2 separate regions of the Mus musculus genome follow, and region 1 is linked to region 2. A link is a contact called in public Hi-C data. All regions are on one chromosome and are shown on one strand. The core of a region is the stretch at or near the end of the contact, and the rest is flanking DNA. Distances in the headings are between cores, read along the strand shown.

The links. A called contact is a pair of places that touch in the nucleus more often than the background predicts.
Region 1: a Hi-C map of muscle stem cells shows a contact between it and region 2, with 4 times the contacts expected there. The contact joins the promoter of St7 here to the enhancer-like site in region 2. A contact is called at or near these places in 7 of 39 promoter capture datasets (the 3T3-L1 cell line, the C10 cell line, cranial neural crest and 4 more), 4 of 484 Hi-C or Micro-C datasets (cerebral cortex, cortical neurons, embryonic stem cells and 1 more) and 3 of 115 datasets of contacts at active chromatin or transcription factors (embryonic forebrain, embryonic limb bud and pancreatic cancer cells).

What each region holds. Positions count from the first base shown.
Region 1 is chr6:17,690,544-17,695,827 of GRCm38.p6, reverse strand. St7 (suppression of tumorigenicity 7) reads right to left here and starts at 1,834. Exons shown (of 16, transcript NM_001289624.1): 1 at 1,466-1,834. The coding sequence starts at 1,616.
Region 2 is chr6:17,108,112-17,113,600 of GRCm38.p6, reverse strand. All of the region lies in intron 1 of Gm4876 (predicted gene 4876), which reads left to right. Among named protein-coding and RNA genes, the nearest start is that of Gm15473, 45 kb to the right of the region's middle. Within about 2 kb of position 4,175, at least 85 of the 459 cell types and tissues checked have an H3K27ac peak or open chromatin away from gene starts, as enhancers often do. A contact at or near this core is called in muscle stem cells and pancreatic cancer cells, where this site is marked.

The sequences.
Region 1 (5,284 bases), core at 585-3,084, 580 kb before region 2:
TTTGGAAGTACCTTCCTATAAATAGATAATAAAGATTCAAATTTGTTTAAAGGACGGGTCTTTGAGACTAGAATCTATTCTCTAGTCACCAAAGTCACAAGGAAAAAGCCTTACCCTAAAGCAGTTGTTCTAAACCTTCTAAATTTACGTTGAGGTGACCCACCAACCATAAAACTATTTTCTTTTTTCTCGCTACTTTGTAATTGTGATTTTGCTACTCATAATGTATATATCTGACATGCAAGGATATCTGATATGCAAGCTCCAAATGGGTCATGACCCACAGGTTGAGAATGTCTGTCCTAAGGCAAGGAACACAATATTACAATGTGACAAGCAGTCACGCTAACAGATTAAAAAAAAAAAAAAGGTGGGATCTTCGGAATAATCAGAGCCAAACAGCTTAGCATCCTCTACATTAGGATGAGCTGATTCTATGTGCAGAATTCTGTCTGCCTCCCAAAAAGACCATCCAAAGGATACTATGAAACAAACATAGTCAGCAACAGGTTCACATTAAAGGAGGTTTATAATGTTAAACAAAATGAGTACATTGTGGCAAGCATCTAAAAGGGTCCACTTCCCACTGGTCCTCCATTTCCAGTTATGGTCATGGGAAATTCATTTCCAACCTTGGTATTGTAGACAATGCAAATTAAAATAACAGAAGACAGATATATGTGAATGTGTATCTATGTCTGTAAATAAGTCAGAACTGTAAAGACTTCCCAGCGTAGTGTGCAATAAAATTTGCAGACTCAAAGGGCTGTAAGCCTTCCTTCAACGTGCATTTTGTTTCTGAATTGTCTCTGGGGTGTCCTTAGCCTAAGTTTGCCCTCCTTGGTTTTTAACATCTGGGGTGGCCTGCTGCAAGTTTATCAGGACCACAGTCACCACATACATGCACACTTGTTTAGCCCCGCGCGCTTTAGAGAGGGCTCAGCCGAGAACAGGACAACTTCAGCTGGGGACGTCAGACATTCCAGATTCCCCGCGCGCGGTCCGCGTGTCCCCTCGACATTCCGTTGGGTGACCTGACACGTCATCCACGCTCCTAGAGGGACCTACGGACATGCCCTCCCCGTCCACACCACAGCGACACCCTCCGGGACAAGGCTCTCTCTCCACTCGCGCGCGCCCTCGGCCCGAGCCATGCGTGGGCCCTGGCGGCGCAGCCGGGAGCAGGACATGCCTCCTCGGCGCGGTTCGGACGCTCGAGCGCCGGCGAGACTCGCGAGCTCCCGGGGCTCGGCGGGGACCCGCGGGGACGGAAGGGGACACTCCGCGCGCGGGGGTGGGGGTGGGACTCGCGAAGGCCGCGGGGCTGCGGCGGCCACCTGAGGCGGCGCGTCCCGGAGCGCGCGTCCCCGCCGGCCGCGACCCCGCCGCGCGACTTTGCACTAACTTTCCCGGGGCGGGGGAGGGGCGGCCGAGCGGAGCCGGGCCGGGCCGGGCCGGGCCTGACCTGTGCTCAGGTTGTCGTTGATCCTCAGGGGCACCCTCAGGATGTAGACCAGGAAGAGCACGAGGAAGAACCACACGGTCCACAGATAGGTCCACGACCACACGATGCAGGACTTGAGCTGCTCCAGGAAGCCCGCGCCCGCCTCGGCCATCTTCCGGCGCTGCTACGGGCCGCCGCGGCGCTCGCTGTCGGCCGGGATGATTCACCCGCCCGAGGCACGGCTCGAGCCGCCGCCGCCGCCAGGGCCCGGCGTCCCCGGAGCTCGCCCGGCGCCCGGATGCGGCGGGAAAGCGCGCGGCCTGCGCTCCGAGCCCCCGCCGGTGGCCTTCGTGGAGCGGTCACGTGGGCCCGGTCCCTGCACTCTCCCGGGCCATTTATACTTCTTGTACTAGTATTTTAGGAGGACAGCCCGGGCGCCGCCGAGGGACCCACTGACGTAACAGCTCGCGGGTGTAGAGCGCTTCCGAGAGCCGGGCGTGCTCCACACACTTTGTAATGTCTGGGGGGGGAGCCTGCAACAGTTGCCAGGTCCTGGGGTGATAGACGGAGGGAAACTGAGGCCCAAAGCGTTCCTAGGTCTACCTTAAAGTGGAGTCAGAATTCGGTTGCAATCAAGATTTCCAGGACGTAAACAAGGTTTCCAGGAGTCTTAAAGCTGTGTCTCCCAGGACTGGGGCTTAAAGGTATCAATGAAATCCAGACGAGCTAGAAGAGATGCACTCCTGCTCATTAGGCCTGAAGAGAAATTTTGGTTCCCTTTGTACTAGCTTCTGCTATTTGTTTTGTTTTTCCCAAACAGCACGGTGAAGGGTTTTCCAGAGAAACTGACAACATACGTATTTCTTTTTCTTCCTATTTTCCAAGTGATCGCCATTCAAACAAGTCTTTACTCGTTTTGTTTTTGTTTTTAACATATAAGCAATTCCCTAGTTTAACTTTGGCGTACTTCATCAGAACCTAATGAAAAATGAATAAAAATAAAACCACATTATGAACATTTTCCCACGGTTAAATAAAATAGTATATTTTACACAAGGCTTTAGGTGCTAGCTCCGAGTCTGTTTCTTGACTTTTAATGTATTCAATGTTAAATGAAGCAAACGCAGACTTTCCCAACTATAACCAAGACATTAAAATTCATCACTGAACAGCTTACCTTATTATAATTTTTATATTGCTCATGATTAAGCTCAGAATGCATTACCTCAAAATGGGACACCTTGTGCTGGCGTGCTGGCTGCCTTGAATGGAAGGGAATTGGAAAGGCCTCAGAAGCAAGGTGTCTCTGAGCTCCTGTCCTTTTTTCATACCTTGTGTGTCCCCCAAAGCAAAGCCAGTTCCCGGAAACCAAAATTCCCCTACTTCAAGGTGCATTGTAGAAATCAGAATGCATCTCCCTCAGACTAAACTATAAAACATGGAAAGCTCGATCTTTTCTCCCTTCCCCCTCCTCCTTTGAAGCCCCTCATTCCAGGACACTCTACCTCAAAAACCTCCAGAAGAAAGAATGTTAGGGAGAGGCCAAGAATGTGGACATGCCGGCTTTGCGAGACCTTTCCCCTCAGCCTGTCACCTTCACGTTATTACCTGAACGAAAAGAGGTTTCTCAAATTCTTTCAGGCTTCATTTATCATGCTTTTTCTTTTGCATCCTGATATATGGGAGTGTTGGCTGCGGCCCTTACAGTGGGTGTGGAGAGGTGTTACACCTTTCTGCTCCTACAAGGACTTGTAGTTTCTTCCATAGTAAAACAGGCTGAGTTAATTTGTAGATGTGGGGCCTGTTTGTGACAGTTCCAGGTGGCAAACTCAATTGCACTAAGGAGTGGTTTGGGGATTGCCTGCGAGGGTCTTTCCAGAAGAGACTGAGAAGTGAGTGTGAGCACATTTGATGGGGAATGTTCACCTTCAGTGTGTGTGAGTACCATTCAAGAACCTGGAGACCATAGAACTAGAGAGAATGTACTCTCCTTCTACCACAGAAGAGGCATTTTGACCTCTTCTTCTGTTGACATTGGCCATGAGAACTCCAGGCTTTAGACTCCAGGACTTGGACCAGTGCCACCTTCAGGCCTCCAGACTCCAACTGTAGGTTGTAATCTAAGCTCCCCTTCCCTACCATGGGTCATTCTTTGAAATTAGCCTGAGCGGCGCTACCTACTCTCTGGTTCTCCAAGACTTTCATGGAACTTCTCATACTATATTCTTCATAAGCCAATTCCCCAGTCAACCAACCCCTCCTTCCTCTCCTTTCTCTTCTCCATTCTATACTGGGCCTTAAGACATCAAGATTCAGATCACCTCTGTGTTTCTCCCAGCAATGGCCTCTAGTTACAGCCTGATTGTTACCTAGAGGGAACTATGTTGTGGGTTCCTACCACCAATTTTACTACCACCACCTCATCATCATCTATCTAAAAATGATATGTAGATGGCATATAGTATTTTGCCGGGCACTTTTGTCCTCCTGCTCCATACTACCTGTCATATATTTCTCTGGCTGCCCTTCCCAGCCAGGCAACATGTTCCTATTAGCAGATTTTTCAGAGATTCCATTGATGTACGACCTCTTTTGACACACCAATTCCATCAGACCATCACACCACTCATCCTTTTCTGAAAGATGCAGCACCAGGAGGCTAGTAGTGGGCCATTACAGCATAGGCCTACTAGGTATAGGGCTTTATTCATGATTTTGCCAATCACTAGTGGGATGCTTCTTGAAAGTTGCTAATGGCCCTTGAGCTACACAGTTTATTCATCTGTACTGTGGATTCCTTTGTTCCTATTCCAAAGGGACCTGGTATAGACTGAATGAAATATATACCAATAGTGCTATGCATGACCTGCACACGCCACGCTTTTCTCTGCCAGTAAAGTAGGGCCGTTAGTGTGAAGCAACTTGTGGTTAATTTTAGTTTCCCTCACCTCCTAGCACATACAGTACTGTTTGTCACATGGCGTTCAATAAACACTCAAGGTCATGTAAAGGAATGAAGAGAGAAACAAGATCTTCCATTTACAAATAACCTTACATTCCCATTCCTAACAAACAGATTTAACTCAAAGCTCAATTTTGAGATCTAATGGGTTTTCCTTTATGGTAAGCTTCTTTGAATGTTTGTACTATGGGCATAGTCATATCTGAATTAGATAACATGAGTTAAGAGACCCTTGGGAATTGTGTTAAAACAACATATTCCTAAATTCTTCTTAGACTGATTTATATACAGGCATGCACTGTATAGCAAGGCTTGGGAAAATGATTGGACCTCATATACAATGGTAGTCATTGCAGAATATTATAGAGTGACATTGTAGCCACCTCAGTATGAGTGCTCTATGATGCTTGCACAATAACAAAATTGTGTGATGGTGATACATGGATAATGTATGTGCATGTGGAGGCGAGAGGACAACTTTGGTTATCATTCCTATGGTAGTTTGAGTAAGAATAGCACTTATTGCCCGGCAGTGGTGATGCATGCCTTTAATCCCAACACTTGGGAGGCAGAGGCAGGCAGATTTCTGAGTTTCCGCCAGCCTGGTGGTCTACAGAGTGAGTTCCAGGACAGCCAGGGCTATACAGAGAAACCCTGTTTCAAAAAAATAAATATAATAATAATAATAATAATAATAAAAGAATGGCTCTATTTGGGAAGAATTAGGAGTTGTGGCCTTGTTGGAGGAGGTGTGTCAACAAGGGCAGACTTTGAAAAGATGATTAAAGCCGTCCCAGTGAGACTCTCTGCCTGCTACTTGCATATCAAGATATGAACACTTGACTGTCTGCCACCATGCCTTCACTTGACCATCATGG
Region 2 (5,489 bases), core at 2,926-5,425:
GTGAGGCAGAGAAGGAAAGGGCCTAAAGGGAGGAAGAAGAGAGGACAAAAGAAATAATGGGGGAAAGAATGACAAAATAGCCCATGTTTTCTAGCATATGGGGAATCTACATTTAGTAACATCTACATGTAGATATATGTATATAAGATGGGAAGGTGGATAAGAGAGGGAGGGGACAGTGAGAGAAGACAGAAAGGAGATGGTGACATGGGACACAAATTAGCAAAGTACAAATTATGCATGCATATGAAAATATCATAATAACAAGAAATGAAGAGAGCACTCCACATTGGAAAGAGTGTTTGTGATGAAGGCAAATGCTGGGTGCCTGGCCTGTTGGTGAACATAGAACACAGCATGGAAGCCATGTTCAGAATGACGTCCAATTTTCTGCAGCAGCACTGCACCGTCTGCCAACTCTCCTCTGTCCCCAATTCAAACTCAGTAGCAGAATATAGAGTGAAAAGAGGGGTGTGTGTGTGTGTGTGTGTGTGTGTGTGTGTGTGTGTAAAACCATGCTGTATATATTTCCTAGACAGAGCTGGCACTAAGTTTCTTAGAATGACAATTTTCAAAGTTTCACCCTTATAGCTTATCACTTGCAATTAAATGGAAGTAGTTCATTTTTAAAATTTGACTTAAACATGTAAGACATGATGTAAATTTCTGATTGTGAATGCCCTCACATGCTAAGTATTGACAAACTTGAATGTCAGTCACTATGCCCTTATCTCTATTGAGGATTAGAATTGATGGTTCGTTTGTTTGAATACGTGATTCATATGTCTTTGCTCAAGCAGGTCTGTGATATTAAAACAAAAATCAAATCAAATCAAATCAAAAAAATAAAGCAAAACAAAAAACCAACTCAGGATCTTTGTGAGCACATAAGAGAAGTCTCAAACTAGGTGGATGAAGTAGTGTAATGGAGCAGGCTTCCAATGGTACCAAGTTAAAAAAACAAACAAGCAATGAAGATGTAAGGGTAGCACTTCCAAATGTAGATGACAATGTGCGTCTCACAAAAGGGTAGGCGAGGAGGCTGGATTAGTACTTGATGCTCTAAGTAGTGGCCTAGAAACGCTATTTCCATCCTGGACGTTGGCAAAAGAGTAAAGAGTAGATCAGAACAAGAGCTCCGAAACTGTGGATCATTGGCACCAGCTTCCCCCAGAAACTTGTGAGAATGTAAATCCTTGTGCCATACCCAAGATTTACTGAATCAGAGAGTGTGAGGAATAGGTTCCAGTTATTTCAGAAGTCCCCCAGGAGACTCTGAGGCTGCTCCAATTAGAGAACCAATGACTTATATCAAGAGTGAGAGCATAGGCAGGAAGTCCAAAGACAAAATTACAGTCAACCTCAAGATGGTTTCTAGTTCTGAAATGAAATTCTGGGTATGGTGATAGAGACAGTAGGAACAGACTAGGCAAATAACTGTTTCAGATAGCAAGACAATCTGAATGGTAAGAATGCATGGGATTAGCTAGTACTGTTCTAGGGATGGTATGCTATGGCAAAATAGCAATGGCCTGTGGCTTAGAAATGAAAGAAGAAGAAGAAGGAGGAGGAGAAGGAGAAGGAAGGGGAGGAGGAGGAGGAGGAGGAGGAGAAGGAGAAGGAGAAGGAGAAGGAGAAGGAGAAGGAGAAGGAGAAGGAGAAGGAGAAGGAGAAGGAGAAGGAGAAGGAGAAGGAGAAGAAGAAGAAGAAGAAGAAGAAGAAGAAGAAGAAGAAGAAGAAGAAGAAGAAGAAGAAGAAGAAGAAGAAGAGAAAAAGAAGAGAAAAAGAAGAAGGAGAGAAGGAGTTGAGGAAGAAGAGGCAGGAGGAGAAGAAGGAAGAAGAGGAAGAAGAGGAAGATGGGAGATGGGGAGAGGAGGAAGGGATGAGACTGTGGGAAGAGCAAGCCAAGCCCAGTAACCAGCCACCTTGAACATGTCCCATTGTCCCTTATTCTGAAGGGACATATATTTCCTGTCCATTTAAGTGAATTCCTGCCTAAGGGTTGTGTTCACAAATGATGTTGTGTCATCCCACAAGCTAACACTATCCCCAAACTTCAGAAACACGCATGAGAGGAGAGCACATCTGGATGGAGAATCAATCTAAACAGCTACTGCAGCCATCTTGGTTGGTTGTAAATGCAACAGCTTTTCCCCCTGGTTCATAAAACTGTGTTGGTTGAGTACAGACCTAGCCCTCTGGGTATAAATTATGAGAGGCTAAGTTAGTCATAGACACTATTTATTTTTACCTTTGATGGGATAAACACATGACTTATTTGTAACCAGTGAAATAGAAGCGTAGGTAAGTCGGCTGGGGAATTCTGGAAGCAATTTTTCCTCCAGTCTAGAGTGTAAGACATTCATTTTCCTCCTTTCTTTCTTATCACGTATGCTGTGTTAGGGAGGGGTGCCAAGGAAGTGACAAGGCCTAGGATGGAGGCCCAGTGGAAGACAGCAGAGTGGACAGAATGACAGAAATTCATGGGAGACGACTCTGGTTGGATGGCAGTCCCGTTTACATCTACAGAGACTCAGTTGTTTTCAATTATTGCTCCGGCATTCCTGATTGCTCACCTTTTTCTAGGAAACTACTGGGGCTGAACTTCAGCAGGTCTGCCAGCCCCTTTTATCCCAGGCATCCAGACTTGTCAGGCTCATTTGGAAACCAGACACCCATTCAGCTTCGTTAGTCTCCTCATCTGATCCCCTCTGTTCCTGAATTCCTCTTTATACTCAGAAATCTTAACTGCTGTGAACTGGAGACTCCCCTATAACCAACGCCTCTTCATTTCGTGGCTGAATTGAACTCCTAGATCTATCTCAAAGTCTCTGGTGCCCCTCCCAGGCAGGTTGGTTGCAGTGCCTGAGAAGTAGGTAGTTGCTTTCCTTAGGCAGTCTCTCTTATTTGTACTAGTTTCTTTTGATTTTTGAGAGTCACAGTTTTCTTTAAGCATGATATAGCGGCCTTAGACTTTACCCCCTATTTCTTTTCCAATCATTCTATTCCATTTTTTGTTGTGAATGTTTAAAAATTAATTATTGTGTTAACTAGCGACTCCAATGGCATGCTCCCAATGAAAGGGCAAACTAATTAGACAAAGCTACTTGAGCATTCGATAGTACAGCGAGAGGGAAAAAGGGCACTTCAGGCTAGAGTGCTGGAGTGTGTGATTATATCCCCACATAATCCAAGGATGTGGGATCTTTGAGTACATATGAGTCTCCATTTTCTGTTAAACTTCAGAAATTTTCTCCACGTTCTTTGATAATGTCAGTCCCTGGCTCATGCTTTCTTCCCTTTTGTTGTTGTTGTTGTTGTTGTGTGATGACCTCAACAAACACATGGATTTTCATACAACACTTGTGCTGATTTTTCCATCTTCCTAAAATCCAGTCCCCTTGCCTTCCTTCCTATCCAGCTGTAACTGGAGAGGAGATTCCATGGGATCTCCCCATGTGTCTGTTTTGACTCCTAAGCCCAGATTTCTTTTGAATTCTACCATGGTATCCCAGTCCTCAGTCAGATGTTATTTATGGAGAATTGACTCCAACGTGTCTACATGCAATAGCGGTTGACTAGCAATGGTAACTGGGTAGAAGGTGCTTTTGTTACTGGGTGAAGGGCAAGACATCCTGTGGAAATGCACATCGAAGAAAGATCAATAACAGCCTTTATAAATGTCATTTAAAATGCCATTCAAAACAACCATAAAGGTTAATGGCATTTTGTTTTGATTGTTTCAAAATATATTATCAGATTAAATAGAAGCTACGATGACTTGCTTCCCATGAAAGGACAGAATAATTAGCCACAGTTATTTAAGCACCGGTAAATATATGAAAAACCAAAACAACACACCCTATTAATCAAACCACAATGCCTGTCAGGTTGTGTGCTAAAACTTCTATCTACACAACACAAGGAAGCAGGCCTTTTCACACAGGTAAGCACTCAGTAAAGTCAAGAGTTAACATTGAACAGTTACCAGGGGTCAGGAAAGGCATTTTTTATGCAGTCAGGGACAGTCTTAAGTGTTCTAAAGAGTTACAGACAAACTCAGAAGACAAGTTCAGATATGCCAGGTCATTTTAAGATGAGAACTTAAAACTGTTCTTGGGTGGTGGTGTCTCTTTGGTTACCATAGCAAAGTTGGAAGAGCTTAAACACTACGTGTTACAAATTGCTTAAGAATGACTCAACCCTGACTCTCTTGCCTATGGTGAAACTCGTCTGAAACACTTGAGTCAATTTGGAAATCTATGCTTAAAGACCAGACACTGCAGTATGGTCAGGACTTATTAAAAAGAGACAATCTGTAATATCTTGTTTAAAATAAGCAGAAAGCCCCCGCGCTTCACCTGGGCAGCACAGTAGACCTAGCCTGGTGGCTTGGGTACAGGAAAGCTGATGGGTTCAGCAACTCCAACCCAGGCCCAGATCCAGGGCTTTGAATATGCTCACCCCAACATCTGCCCCATCTGTGAAATGCTGGAGTGTGTGAAGGGGCCAGTCCTGCAGATCCAAAGCTGCAGAGTTTCCACGACACAGACCGACAACAGGATATCTGAGAGAAACCCCAGTGAGATTCCAGTATTGATAGTATAGCAGAAGCCAGAGGCCTCAAACCAGACTCATTGCAATGAACATTTGGAAGTAAAGAGGTTTGGCCAAAGGAATACCCGTGTGACACATTGTGACACACTGCAGCTTCCACAGTGAGATTTTTGTTGTTGTTTGTTTTGTTTTGTTTTGATTTTGAGGTTTTAATTTTTTTATTTTTATTTCTATTTTTTGAGGGGAGGTTGCAAGGATGGAGAAGATACCCCAGGACTTGAGATATAGATGCTGTAAAGGGGTGACGAGATGAGTGGGATTGGGGGTGCATGGTGTATAATTCATATACAATAAGAAGTTAAAAACAAAAAAAATTGTTAAAAATGTCCCAAATGTGAAGGCCAACAGGACACCTGAGCGACTGGGATTCCATCAGTGGAAATTACATATATATATATATATATATATATATATATATATATATATATATATACATATTTATATATATATGCAAAACATCACTTTCTCAAATCCTATTTGTATCCAAGATTGTTCTATTTAGAGATGAACAGTGTACGTGCAGCCTCCCTGAAGTAGTTCACAATCAATGAGCATCCAGGGAGGGTATGAAGCATCTCTCATGGACCACTGTGTAGAAGCTGATGCTGAGTCTGCATCTTCCTTTGAATTTCCTGGACCCCAAGACATTTCCCCCTTCTCCTTCCTCACTGAACCCACTGCTCTTGAGTTCCCACTGCTGTTTGGAGGACAGGAAAAGCAGAGATCACTGTCATGTCTTTTAATATCCAAGATGATGGCTTTTGTGGAGAAAGAGGACACCTCTGGTATTGCCTAAGTACCAGCAATTGTTCTACACTCTCTCTTAGTGAGCCTTTTGCTACTGTGAACTGTAATGATGTGGTTGTCAAATT